Linked DNA regions of Hordeum vulgare: all the other regions are linked to region 3. Evidence: chromatin contacts called from public Hi-C data. All regions are on one chromosome and are shown on one strand. The core of a region is the stretch at or near the end of the contact, and the rest is flanking DNA. Distances in the headings are between cores, read along the strand shown. Region 1 holds the start of LOC123425652 (HVA22-like protein k). Region 2 holds the start of LOC123425662. Region 3 holds the start of LOC123425658 (exocyst complex component EXO84C).

Evidence for each region. Hi-C and Micro-C count contacts between places; a contact is called where the count stands out from the background.
Region 1: a Hi-C map of seedling shows a contact between it and region 3, with 6 times the contacts expected there. The contact joins the promoter of LOC123425652 here to the promoter of LOC123425658 in region 3. A contact is called at or near these places in 2 of 6 Hi-C or Micro-C datasets (leaf and seedling) and 1 of 1 datasets of contacts at active chromatin or transcription factors (embryo).
Region 2: a contact with region 3 is called in a Hi-C map of leaf, with 4 times the contacts expected there. The contact joins the promoter of LOC123425662 here to the promoter of LOC123425658 in region 3. A contact is called at or near these places in 2 of 6 Hi-C or Micro-C datasets (leaf and seedling).

What each region holds. Positions count from the first base shown.
Region 1 is chr2H:158,346,364-158,350,928 of MorexV3_pseudomolecules_assembly, forward strand. LOC123425652 (HVA22-like protein k) reads right to left here and starts at 1,978. Exons shown (of 8, transcript XM_045109351.1): 1 at 1,730-1,978; 2 at 1-59. The coding sequence starts at 1,765.
Region 2 is chr2H:159,921,319-159,926,059 of MorexV3_pseudomolecules_assembly, forward strand. LOC123425662 reads right to left here and starts at 2,072. Exons shown (of 5, transcript XM_045109365.1): 1 at 826-2,072. The coding sequence starts at 2,003.
Region 3 is chr2H:158,974,710-158,979,144 of MorexV3_pseudomolecules_assembly, forward strand. It overlaps LOC123425658 (exocyst complex component EXO84C), which reads left to right and starts at 2,008. Exons shown (of 7, transcript XM_045109359.1): 1 at 2,008-2,280; 2 at 2,817-2,911; 3 at 3,548-4,435. The coding sequence starts at 2,161.

The DNA.
Region 1 (4,565 bases), core at 728-3,227, 630 kb before region 3:
CTGGCTGTGCGAACGACAACATTTGAGCTTAGTGGTGCCAGTAAAAGCCGCAAACCGACCTACGAGATGAAATGCAGTCTCAGGATTTCAGCACAAAGCATAACTTTCACTTGCAAGTAACAATTGTATCCAAGACGAAGTGAGAATCCATACAGGATGCTTACGAGTTTAGACAAGTTATCAGACAATAAGACAAGATACAATTGCAATCAATGGCTCAGCCAGAAGCCAGTGTATCAGCATAACTATCTGAAACTCAAAAATCTAAATGCAACACTTAGAGCCATTGCAAACACTACCATTCTGTTTCAATTCAACCACTTGGATCATGAGAAACGAACCACAAGAACACCAAAGTACGGCTATTTTATGCTGAATCGAACACTGGCACACCGACATCCTTTGATTTGGTCAATAGTGACTATGCAGTGAATCCAGTCATAATCTAGAAAATCCATCAAATCCAAATCAAATTTGACCATATTGCAAACAGCAGGGTAATAATTATAGTGTCTGTAGTGAAATCTTCTTGCCTGACCTTACAGCTCGCTGTTCAATGGAGATATAACGACAGGCCCGGGCGCAGGGGTGTGCGGCCGGTGCGCCCGCACAGGGCCTTCAAGTAGCAGGGGGCCCATTTTACGAGCAACTAGGCCTAGTTTAGCTAGCAGACTGGCAATGCCCATTAGTCACGTAGAGCTAGCAGGCCGGTTAATTAGCATCCCACGCATACTCTAGTTATTTGATCGCTAATCGATGGCCTGGAGAATACCTATCACATCCGACTGCTGGAATCCCGATCTAGTTCTAACCCTAACGACGCAGCAGCAGACTGGCAGCGGCAGGCCGGCGATGCAGCAGATGGCCGACAGCCGGCAGCGGCAAGGCCCGCACCGCAAGGAGGCACTGCTGCTGCAACATCCAACTGGTGAGTAGGGCAGGCACACGGCCGTATTCAGGAGGCGCTCTAAATCAACAAATCAGGGGAACCTGATGGACAGGTGCTAGCTCAACGTCACTTTCTTTTTCCAATCCTGTAATACTTCATCTTCTTCCACGAGATCGCCGATCCTCGATCTAGGCTGATCGCTTATACTTCTGTGCATCGCGCCTCGTCGGCGAGCAGTTCAACTCATAGTTTGTTGCTAACTATTTGATATGCATCATTTTTTCTAGACGTTGGTGTTTCAAGATCCAAGTTATGTCCACTACAAAATCCAGCTAGAGAATACAAATCTGATTAAGAAAAACATAAGAAAAATCATAAATAGATGATTTAACCCAGTCTCATAAAAGGAACTATAAATAAATCTATTACAAAAAAAAAATCAAGGAGGAAGGCCTCATGTCAGAGTTTGGCACAGGGCCGCAGATTTTGACGGCCCGGCCCTGTATAACGATGTACATTTATTTAGCATACAACGACTAGGATTGGCAATAGCAACCTTAGCCTCGGCAGTTCAATGGCACTATGATCATCGAGCAAAAGTAACCGAAATAATTCCCCGTCCCACACGCCCTCCTGGCGCAAAATCAATTGCATGATTCGGAGCGAGCCCATCACCCAATCGTCTCCCCAACCGGGCGAAATTCCAACACGAACAAGGCGCAACCGCGCCAAAAGCAACACCACGCAGCCTCCTTACGAGGCACACGGAGCGAGATTCCTCGCGCGACTCGTGCGATCTAGGGTTTCCGTACGAGGCAGGGTTGGGTCGGAGGCGCGTACCTCGCCGGAGATGGCGGGCGCCAGAAGAGCAGCCATAGGTCACCGCGGAGGAGGAGCCGGGATCCCTAGACGGCGCGCGGAGCCAGGGGGGAGGCCGCTGCGCGGAGGGCAAGGAATCTGCGGCGATCTGAGCTCCGGGCGCGAGAGGAGGAGGGCGCGCACACAAACCTGCGGGAGAAGCGACGCCGGCCGCAACAAGAAAGCCGGGAGCAAAAAAAAGTAGGAGACGGTTTAGCGCACTAGGCCTTTTTTCCGATTTTGACGCCGTCTTCTCCGAGATTTATATGAGAGTCCCCGTTATTTTCTCCTAGCAAATTGGCCCGTGCGTTGCCACGGAAGATAAAACATAATCTTCAATGATGGTGACCACATTATATTTATATATCTTCGCCTGATTTTAAAATTTTATGCACAAATACAAGAAAATGTTTCTTCTTTTAAATTTATTCACAAGTTGAAGCAATCTTTACATTTTCAAAAAATATATATCATGGTTGTCAAAAATCTTGGTAACTCAAAGATTTATTCTGAATTTCAATATTTTTTTTAAATATACAATAATAATTTGATCCATCCAACAGTTAATTCTTTAAAATTTACATAGGTATATTGTCACAAAGACTTAGAAGTATTAATGTTTAACTACATACATTAGATCTTTCGTGAAGAATTTTAAAAATATGGAAATAATTTTAAAATTGAGAACATTTTTTACAATTTACAAACATTTACTAAAAATCGTGAATATTTTTTATATTTCGAACGGGTTTAAATATTTTCTTTTGAATTGGCGACCAGTTCAAGAAAAGACGAACATAATTTTTTATGTTGGAGGATTTTATTTTAAATTCACAAACATTTTTTAAAACGCATGAAGTTTTTTTGAATAAACAAACATTTTTATAAATCAGTAATATATTTATTAAATTTATGGACATTGTTTTGGAATTTGAAAAAAATATATAAAAATCCCGCGCTTTTTTTGAATCCACAAACATTTTATGTTTTCGTTTCGTCAGCATTTAATTCAAAATTCCTCTTTTTAATATGCTAAAGTTTTTGTAATTCTAAATTGTTTAAATTAGAAATAAACAAAAATGGAACGGAAAATTTTAAATAAAAAAAACTATCAAAACAGACATTAGCTATTTTTAAAATTTTAGGACATTTTTTAAATGCATTAACATATGTTGAATTAGAAAGCATTTTGTTAAATGCCTTTAATAATTTTTAATACATGGAATTGTATTTCAAATCATGGACTTTTCTTATTGTACAGACATTTTATTGTATATGCGATAATTTTTTACAAAACTCCGAGCAGTTTTTGAAGTCACAAACATTTTATTTTTTGAAATACGTTGATTTATAATTTTCAGTTTATTAAATTTTTAAAGATTACTTGAAGTTTTAAATTATTTAAAATAAAATAAAATAAACGGAACTGAAAATAAATAAATAAACGGAACTAAAAGCAGGCGCCTGTGCATGGGCCGGCCCATACGGTGTGCTGGATATTCTCCCAGCGTGCAGAGCGTAATATAGAAGGTTTTTACATGGGCTGGCCCAGTCCAAGATTTATTTGCTTTCTGAAACGTTTTCTATTACTTACCGGTGGCATGGTGGATAATAAATGCAAACTTTAAGGGTAATCTCCCTCATGGACGATCAGAAACCGAATTTGCTTTATTATTAGGGAGAGATTGGTAATATCTTTTTGCTCCCATAATTTTGCGCCATCTTCTTCAAGTTTTTTTTCCAAAAAATTTTGATTTATTCATCTCCAATCAAGGCAGCACAACGAATATAAAAAATAATGAAACTTATATCTAAATTCGTAGACCACCTACCAACAACTACAACCACTGAAGTGAGTCCCTCCTCCCTCGCTGGAGCTGGACAAAATTGGTTGTAATAGACAATCGTGAAGTCGTCGTGCTAAGGCCACATAAGACCAGCGAACCAGAACAGGAACCGCCATCGATAAAGAGTAGCGTATCGAAAGGGTCCAACCTAAAGATACATGAACGTAGACGAACGTTGACCAGATCCACCGAAGGCAGATCCGTTGGAGACACGCCTCCACACGCTCACTAACGATGGTAGACGCACCACCAAGACGAGGGCTATAGTCGGGGAGAACGTTATTTCATCTTCGGTTATTCGTCGTCGTCTCGTCTTCCTAAGTAGGACACAAAAGCTAACAAAACTAGAAGAAACATCTAAAAATGAAGCCCTCCCGCCAGCAAGGGTCGGGATCCACCATGCCTCCATGGCCCTAAGGGCAGTGGAGATGAGGTGGACCGTCGCCGACGCCGGCCGGAGGTAAAGGAACCCTAAATTGAACATGAGGCGGTGGCTGCAACAACTACCTTTCAGTAGGTCTTCTCCAAGATTTATATGTATCTTGTTTTCTTACTTGTAGACGTATCATGTTTTAAAGATGTTCATCATTCATGTCTCATCCTTGAGAAGCATTTTGAGATCAGTCTATTACTATTTCTGTTTCCTAGCGATTTTTCCTTTCGTCATCACACTACTATTAAAATTGGCAAATCTTGACCTTTTAGATGCATGCTGCGTAAAACCATGATTGAAATGTGATAAATGTATTTTATCTAACATATTTTTTTGCATGAATTTCCACAAAAGATCTTGTGAAATTTGTGTACTCTATATATGTGCTTTAATTACATAATGGTTGATTATGACACACCGTAATTGATTAGGATATGGCCAAGACAACCATTTTGGATTGAAGTGTGTGTCTGTGTGGAAACTATTGATGGCCTCAATATTTTTGTTGTGTGAAAACTATTGATGACCTAGATATTTT
Region 2 (4,741 bases), core at 822-3,321, 950 kb after region 3:
TAAAAAGAGTATAATACTTTAAACACTAAGTTAGAATCTTATGTGGCGCTAACCAAATATGCAAATGCAAGCACAAGTACCGTTATCCTACTCTTGAATACTTTACTGGACGGCTTGGGGTTCAACTAGTAATTTATTCTCCAGTTAGTAAGGAGTAATCTGGGAGGAAAAGTACACAATAAGCTTTTATATGCTAAGAAGTAACAGCGAAGACAATATTCTGCACAGATGTGATTGCATTACTGAACAGAAATAAGCCACTTATAATCCAAGGGTTAGAGAAGAGAATGATCATGTGAAGGGTGGGGATTACTGAATAGACATAAGCCACTTTTAATCCAAGGGTCGGAGAAGAGAATGACCATGTGAAGGGTGGGATTACTAAATAGACATAAGTCACTTTTAATCCAAGGGCTGGAGAAGAGAATGACCATGTGAAGGGTGGGATTAGAAATGCAATGGCAGAGACTAGAGATTTCAATTCCCTTCAATAAGAGTTTCTACTCAGTACATGTACATTTATGCCAGCAATAGTTCCTAAACATGGTGTTCGTTCCTCAGAAGTGACACATTTCCTCAAACAGCTGGTAAATATACTGGTACAAAGAAGGAAAAATACCGTGTGGTACCAAGTGGTTCAAATTCTAGTTACTTCATGCTTTTATGTTGGAAGTATTATCTTTCTGTGGTTTATTATTCACAGTTAGCTAATCTCATTAATCAAACAGTAATTATTACGAACACTAAAGAGTTGTGCGATTTCAGCTGTCACTCGCAAATTAAATCTAAAGAAGCATCAGTGAATGAGCAGGTTATGAAACATACCCTTCCTTCACAAACTCATGGAAGGTCTCGAGCTCCAGCGTCTCCGACAGCACGACCACACAGGCATCAGGATGCTGCTGGAGCAAGCTCTCGAGCCCACGCTGGTGCCGAACACCGTACGCCCACTGAGGGCTGTTCCATACCATGAACACCCTCATGGAGCACTTCCCATGCTCAAAGAACCTTTCCATGAACTCCGAGAACCCCAAATGTGGATCAATTCCTAGAAAGTGTCCCCACCTCCTAACTTGTTCCGGCTCCTCCTTCAGAATGGCTCCTATTCCATGCTCATTGTCGGACGACTTGAGGCTCCGCCGGGCAAAATTCTTGGATGAGTCTTTCTCAATTTCTGAGATGAGCATCCGCTGCACCATGCGGTCGCCACGGGTGAGTGACGTGAGACCAGGACTGTCCGGGTCCTGGAGCAGAGGGTGGTTGCGAGGATTGAGGAGCTCCAAGTTGGACCTGAGCATCCGATCGCGCCGGAGGTAGTCTGCCTTCCCCTCCAGCCACCGCGCCCAACCGGAGCGGAGCCGCGTCTCGCTACGGCCGGAGGCGGGCTTGAGGAGCAGCGCGTCCTCGATGCCGCTGATGGACGAGATCTCGACCCGCAGCTCCAGATCCACAGGCTCGTCGTCGGATCCAAAGGCGGCGGCGGCGATCTGGCGCGGGGAGTCCAAGTGAGGGAACCCCGCGGGCAGGGTGTCGCCAGCGGGGGGGAGGCGGAAGGGGAGGCGGGCGACGCCGGCGGCGTGGTCCCAGAGGAAGGACGCGGCGGTGGCGGAGGCGGGCACGTCCTCGGCCGCGTCGGTGACGGCGGAGGAGTCGTCCTCGTCGAGCACGTCGAGCTCGTCGATGCGGTCGTCGTCGGGGTTGGTAGCCGCGGCGCCCTCGGTGGCGGCAGCGGTGGTCACGGCGGCGAGGGTGAGGTCGGGGTCAAGGGCACCGGCCACAGGGTCGTCGTCGTCGTCCGCGAGGAGAGCGGTGGAGTTGGTGGCGGCGGAGTCGGTGGCGGAGGAACGGGACGAGGAGGAGAGAGGGAAGGGCGAGGAGGAGGAGAGGCGAGAGTGGAGGACGGCGAGGGAGAGGAGCAGGAGCAGCGCCGCGGCGACGGCGCAAAGCTGCGGGCCGAGGCCGGAGCGACGCCGCGCCGGGTGCGAGTGGGAGCGCGGCAGCATGTCGCGGTAGGAGGGACCCTCTCCCCTCTCTTCCCCTGCAACCGCAAGGCTCCGCTGCGCGCGCCTGTAGCTGCGTTTTCTTCGTGTTTAAACCATGCCCGGTGACTCTAGCTAGTCGGACTGTCACAGTCGCGTGGCCTCACCAACCTTTGGCTACCAACTAATCCTCTTTGGACAGGGAGCTGACCGTATGAACAGGGTAAGAGCATCTCTACTAGAGCCCTCAAACCCTCAAACCTTAAAAAATAACCGTTTTTTACAGTTTTCGTCGAAAAAACGGCGTAAACTAGTACTCTTAAACCCTTAAACCCGTAAAAAAAAATAGAGGTCCAACCCTCAAACGCCTTCCCAACCTGTAGAAGTGAGGGTTGGAAGGAAAAACTCCCCCCAACCCGCACTCCTCTTCCCAGATCGCGCGGGAGGGAATTCCCCCCGCCTCCCGAGCTCCTCCCGCCGCCTCCTCCCGCCGCCGCGCCCCCGCCCGCCGCCGCGCCTGCCCCGCCCGCCGCCTCGCCCGCCTCGCCTGCCCTGCCCGCCGCCGCGCCCCGCCCCGGCCTGAGCCATCACCTCGCCGCTGCAGCAGTTCCCCGGCGCCCAGATGAGTTCATGTTCCAATCCTTCTCCACCTCCACACTTCTACCATGGTGCCCTCGCGAGCTCCAGTGTACATACTCTTCCTGGTTTTGCTAGATAAGTAGAACAGAATTATTGGCAGAGAGGCAATTAATACATGCCCTGTGTATGTGAGTTTCTACCCAACTGAATTTTTTTCAGGCAAGTCATAACAGATTTTGCTTCAGGTTTCATGGTTTCAGGTTTTAGGTTTTATGGCAAATTTTGCCCTATGCAATTGATACATGCCCTGTGCAATTAGTTGTTTCAGGTTTTGCCCTGTGCAATTGATACCGATTTTGCTTCAGGTTCCATGATTTCAGGTTTCAGGTTTCATAACAGATTTCATGGCAGATTTTGCTGCTAAGAAATCAGTTACAAATAGAGGCTAGTAAATAGACTTTGCATGATATGCTTACCTTGTATTTTTCTTCAGATTGCTGCTAAGAAATAAGTTAGCATGTGAATAATTTGGTTTCAGATTTTCATGATATGCTTACCTTGTATTTTGCTTCAGATTGTCATGATCTTCCAAAGTTGCTATTATTTCACTTTACATTTTATCTCCATTGTCAAATGTTTTACTCATGAATTATGATGTATCTTTGTTTTACTTTTCTATGTCCTATTTGATTCGAACAATTGTTGTAATTTGCTCAAACATTGTTGTAATAATTTGAATGATTATTGTTTTATTCGGTGGTGTAATAATAACTAGAATGATTATTATTTTATGTCAAATGTGATTGAATTTGTGATATGTCATATGATGAAATGTGATGAAATGTGTGATACATGAAATGACAGTTTTAAGGGTTGGGGTTGGGGCAAAGACTAGAACCCTCAAACCCAACCCTTATAACAGAATATTCCATTATAAGGGTTGGGTTTGAGGGTTCTAGTCTTTACCCCTGTTTTTCAACCCTTAAAAGTGTTAAAAATGGCCAATTCTCAACCCTTAAAACTGGTTTTAGATTAAGGGTTTGAGGGTTCTACTAGAGATGCTCTAATAAGCTCGCTTTCGATGCACACATTCATCTTGGTCCCTTGACAGCTTGCTTGGCAACTTTTGACACACAAGTCTAGAGGAAGAATTTTGTGGTGGCATAAACAATGAGAGCTTGCATTTTCAGCTTTAAGAGCTCAAACAAGTGCCCTAAAATAGGGCATTGAAAAACAGTTTTAGGGTGTCCGGAGATGGGTTTTAAAATGACATCGTTGCTCCAACAAAAAATGTAAAATTAAACATTGAAATTGCATATAAATTAACAAGTAATATCGAACTCACCTCATAGCATCTTCAATAGTTGCTCTATTATATTATATAGGGCATGAAAAATATAAAAAATGGTTTTTATGACACCCAAAATTCTCACGAACTTTATAATAGGGCATTATTGCTCCAACAACCGCTTTAAAATAAGACAGCCGCATCACATCTTTTTTCAACAATTGCATACAAATGAAACTAAATGAATCTCAAATTAATCCAAAACAAACATAACAACAATTTCATCAAATCTACAATCAACTTACTAGATAATCCATCAAGTCCACAACATCAAATGCAACACAAATTGTTCATCAAACAATATAACAAAATTCAAAACGCAATACAACAAAGTTCATCACACAATACAACATACATTTAAATACATTACAATCGAGCACTCTTCAAGCCCTCTCAGACCTTCACCTTTTACTACCGTCAAGACTATAATTTTAGGTTATTTTGGTCGTTGGATGCACCTTAACCCCCATAGACAGTGGCAACCGCAATACACGATGCTCCAGCAACAAAATCGACGATCTACTATTGTCTGGGCCTGTTGGGCTTGTATCATCCAATTTCTCTCGGTCACTTCTTTGACAAAAAATCATCCACCAGACATGCGAAACGGTGGGTATGAGGTGAGAGGGTCACTGTGACGCCCTCGATTTTTTATCATACGCTAATCATACACGCAAATACGTACGACCAAGCTCAAGGACTCACGGAAAGATATCACAACACAACTGTAGACACAAATAAAAACATACAAGCTTCATATTACAAGCTAGGGGCCTCGAGGGCTAGAATACAGAAGCTCGAGAAACACACAAGTCAGCGGAAGCAACAAATATCT
Region 3 (4,435 bases), core at 758-3,257:
CATGATTCACCCCTTTGGTGGCCTTCCCGCCTTCAGCAACCCCATGGTTTCACCCATATTGGAGGCCACACCTTGCCCTGCCTCCACCATATGCAAGGACGCCACCGCTTTGCAGCACCCCGCCACAGGAATCACATGCATAAAATGTGCAATAAAGGAGCACACATAACATATGGGCCAACCCATATACACTTTTTGTGTGTCTTTCTCCCACGATTTTGGAAGGTTCTAAAAATATTTTTTTCTCTATGTTTTCTTTTGTCAGCCTTTTCATTTCCCTTTTTCTTTTCTGTTTTTTGAAATACTCTAACAATTTTGAAGTAAGTAAATAATTTTTGAAATTCGGAGGATTTTTCAGAAATTCATGAACTTTTTTGTAATCGAGGAAATTCATAAACAATTTTTGAAATTTGAGATCATTTCTCAAAATTTCACTAAAACTTTCCTACAACTAAAAAAAGAAAAATGTTAAGTTTTTATTTGGTGAACTAGTCTGATCACCCCCTCTAGATCTACTTGTGATCCTACAACTTGGCGTACACTTCAAGGCGTATTTGAATGATCAACATGCTATCCCTAGTTGTAACTGACATACTTGTAACTCTAGATACCCTCGGTGCCTATATAAGCCGTGGGCTTTAGTTTGTTGAGGCAAGAATTTTAGACTAGAACACAATCATACAACCTCGAGGTAAATCCTCCTGTACTTTGTACCCCATCCACAGTTAATACAATACAAGCAAGACGTAGGGTTTTACCTCTTAGAGAGGGCCCGCACTTGGGTAAAATATCGTGACCCCCTTTGTGATGTTACCATATATCCAAGATCAACGACTCGGGACCCCCCTACCCCGAGATCCGTTGATTTTAGCACCGTCATTTCTCAATATGGCGAGCTGAGCCCCGCCCCTCCATTACACGAGTGTTACATGACCCTTGCTCGCTCTCCTCTGCTTGGCGAGCACCCATCAATACTCGGGATATCGACATGAACTCCATCCGAGGTTTAGTAGACCCTAGACCGTCATCATTGGGCTCGGTCCGCGGCTAGGACATTCATCACCGACAAAATCGCGGGAGCATCCAATCGTAGAATTGTTGCCCCAACCACTCCATTTGAAATGTGCGACATCTTGAGAGTAGGCCCTCGTGAGAGGACCATCGTACCAAGCATGATTCACCCCTTTGGTGGACTACCTGCCTTCAGCAACCCCATGGTTTCACCCATATTGGAGGCCACGCCTTGCCCTGCCTCCACCATATGCAAGGACTCCACCGCTTTGCAGCACCCCGCCACAGGAATCACATGCATAAAATGTGCAATAAATGAGCACACATAACATATGGGCCAACCCATATACACTTTTTTGTGTGTCTTTCTCCCACGATTTTGGAAGGTTCTACAAATATTTTCTCTCTGTGTGTTTTCTTTTGTCAGCCTTTTCATTTCCCCTTTTATTTTCTGTTTTTTGAAATATGCTAACAATTTTGAAGTAAGTAAATATTTTTTGGAATTCGGAGGTTTTTTAACAAATTCATGAACTTTTTTGTAATTCGGGAAATTCATGAACAAATTTTGAAATTTGAGATCATTTCTCAAACACTTTTGGAAATTGAGAACATTTTTCGTAGTGCAGGACCATTTCTCCACATTGTGAACATTTTGCAAATTCAGGGACAATTTATGAAGTCCGGATTTAAAAAAAAAACCATGGACATTTTTTAAAATTCGGACCATGATTTCATATTCTTGATATTTTTTTTCAAATTCATCAATAATTTTTGAAATCCGGGACCACTTGTCAAATTTGTGAACATTTTTAAAGAAGAAAACCAGAAAAGGAAACACAAAAATAACCAAAAGAAGGAAAACTTAAAACGAAACAGGGGGGCCCTGCCGAGGCCCAAGCCGACGGCTCCCACCTGCACCGTAGAATGGGCAAAAAGAGAAGGGGGAAAACCCGGTGACGCCCATGGTAGCCCTCCGGTCGCTGCCGGTGGGTGACTGACCGCCCCCCATAACGGCACTCCGCTCCACTCCCACGGCTCCACCCCTCTTATCTCCCTTTCTCTCGTCTCCCCTGCCGCTTGCTCACCGCACGCCCGCAAACTCCAACAGGCTTTCGATTTCGGGCCAGCGCCCAAGGAGGCTCGGCGGCCATGGGGAGGCCGGCGATGGAGAGCAGCAGCGAGGAGGAGCTGGAGGACGACTTCCCCGGCCACGAGTGGATCACCCCTCAGTCCTCCATCCGCGCCGCCTACCAGTCCCAGACGGAGAAGGTGGCCTCCCTCCCCTCCCCCGCCCCCTTTCCCTTCCTAGATTTCTCCCCGTGTCGCCGCCGTCTTCCCCTAACACTCCTCCATCCGCGCATTGTTGGGGTTCTTTTCTTGGCTACTTCTTGCTTCTGCTCCTGGCTGCTCGTGCTTTTAAGCTAGATTGCGATTTTGGATCTAGAGCGGGCATGCCCGTGGCGGCGTGTTGCAGGGGGCAGTCGCTTAGAGAAAATTACCTATGCAGCGTTCAGTTACCGAGCCCTTTGTCTCTTGGGGGATTGGTAACTACTAAAATCTGATCTTCGAATCTTTGATTATTCAATATGCGCTGTTCTGTGGAACAGTCAGTTCAACTGGGGCCCCATCACAGCACAAATACAAGTACACCGTAAGCTAGCTTGGCCTTACTGCAACGAAATTGAATGAGACTGCTGATCTGCCTGCATCTGTCTGTTGAAGCCGGTGGGGACTCTGGTGGTTGCCCGAACCATCTCATCAGTGTGGTGACTGTACTCGGTGAGTAACGCTGTTGTGTTTAACAGGGTATCAGGAAGATCTGCTCCGAGCTGCTGGAGCTGAAGGATGCCATCGAAAACCTGTGCGGGAATATGCAGTCGAAATACCATGCTTTCCTCAGGTAACACTAGGAGTTCCATTCCGTTCTGGATTGGAAAAAACGTCTCTGTGACTGTGACTGATGCCCTTTATATTGTTGTTTATAGTTTCTGCTGTTCTGAGTTTTATCTTGTTGGCCATTGGATCTACACGGTTTGATAGTCTAGTAGTTGTACCTGCCTAGACTAGGACTTGCAACTAAGACTATTTGGTCACCTCATTGAAACATGTAGGTTGCTGCTGTGTGCCAAAAGGCCAAACTCTTGCAGCTGGTCCTTACACACTTGAGACTTGACACTTCCACTGAAGTCATACATAGCTGTTAAAAAATATGTATCCCTAAGAATTAGAAAAGTATTGGCGTGTGTGTGCCATTGCAGTGACTTGGATATTTATAAAAGAACATCCACTACGAGTACATAAGCACTATATATTCTTTCCAGTGCAGATTATGTTGAATGTTGGGTAACTTGAAACCACCTTGACTGTGAATGGATGGTAACCTAACTTTTGTCTAAGTGCATCAATACTCTACCTGATGCACCATTCAACTTCATTCAGTCAGTAGAAATTTGACTATGAACTATATACTGTCTTGTGTTTCTATTCTGCACAATTCCTTACATTTATTGCCAAACATTTTTATTTATTCGTGCAGAATATCCGAGGAGGTTGTTGAGGCAGAGCAAGAGTTAATTGAGCTGCAGAAGCATGTATCTGCCCAGGGGATGCTTGTACAAGATCTGATGAGTGGTGTGTGCCGGGAACTTGAAATGTGGCAAAAGTATAGTAAGGAAGAGCATGCGGTGGAAAAGGATTTTCAGTGTGAACTTAATGAAATTTTGTGTGTTGATACTCAAGACCCTAAGCTTATTTTTCTGGACGAAATAGACATTTTGCTTGCAGAGCACAAACTAGAAAAGGCACTGCTTGCCCTGGAAACTGAAGAGAAGAAATATATGGTTACAGACGATTCAGGCAAAGAATCAGATGCAGAGCTTTCTGCCTATAAGACAGCACTGCTTAAAAGGAAATCAATTCTTGAGGATCAGCTTGTTAGGTATTCAGAACAGCCATCTTTATCTATTACTGAACTAAGAAAATCTTTGTCTGGTTTAATTAAGATTGGTAAAGGCCCTGTAGCCCATCAAGTACTTCTAAAAACCTACGGTTCACGTCTTCACAGAGATGTTGAGGCATTTCTTCCCACCTGTTCAGTCTACACAGAAACTTACTCTGCAACCTTGTCGCAACTTGTTTTCTCAGTTATCTCAAAGGTGTTGAAAGAATCTAGTACACTATTTGGAGATAGCCCCATGAATATGAACCGGATTATCCAATGGTCCGAATCTGAAATAGAAGCTTTTGCACGTTTGGTTAAAGAAAATTCTCCTTTGCCTGAGAGTGTTTCTGCATTTCGTTCTGCCTGCATATGCGTACAAACTAGTCTTGCTCACTGCTCTTGTCTAGAATCACATGGGTTGAAATTCTCAAAGTTACTTATGCTACTATTGCGACCTCATATCGAAGAAGTGCTTGAACTGAA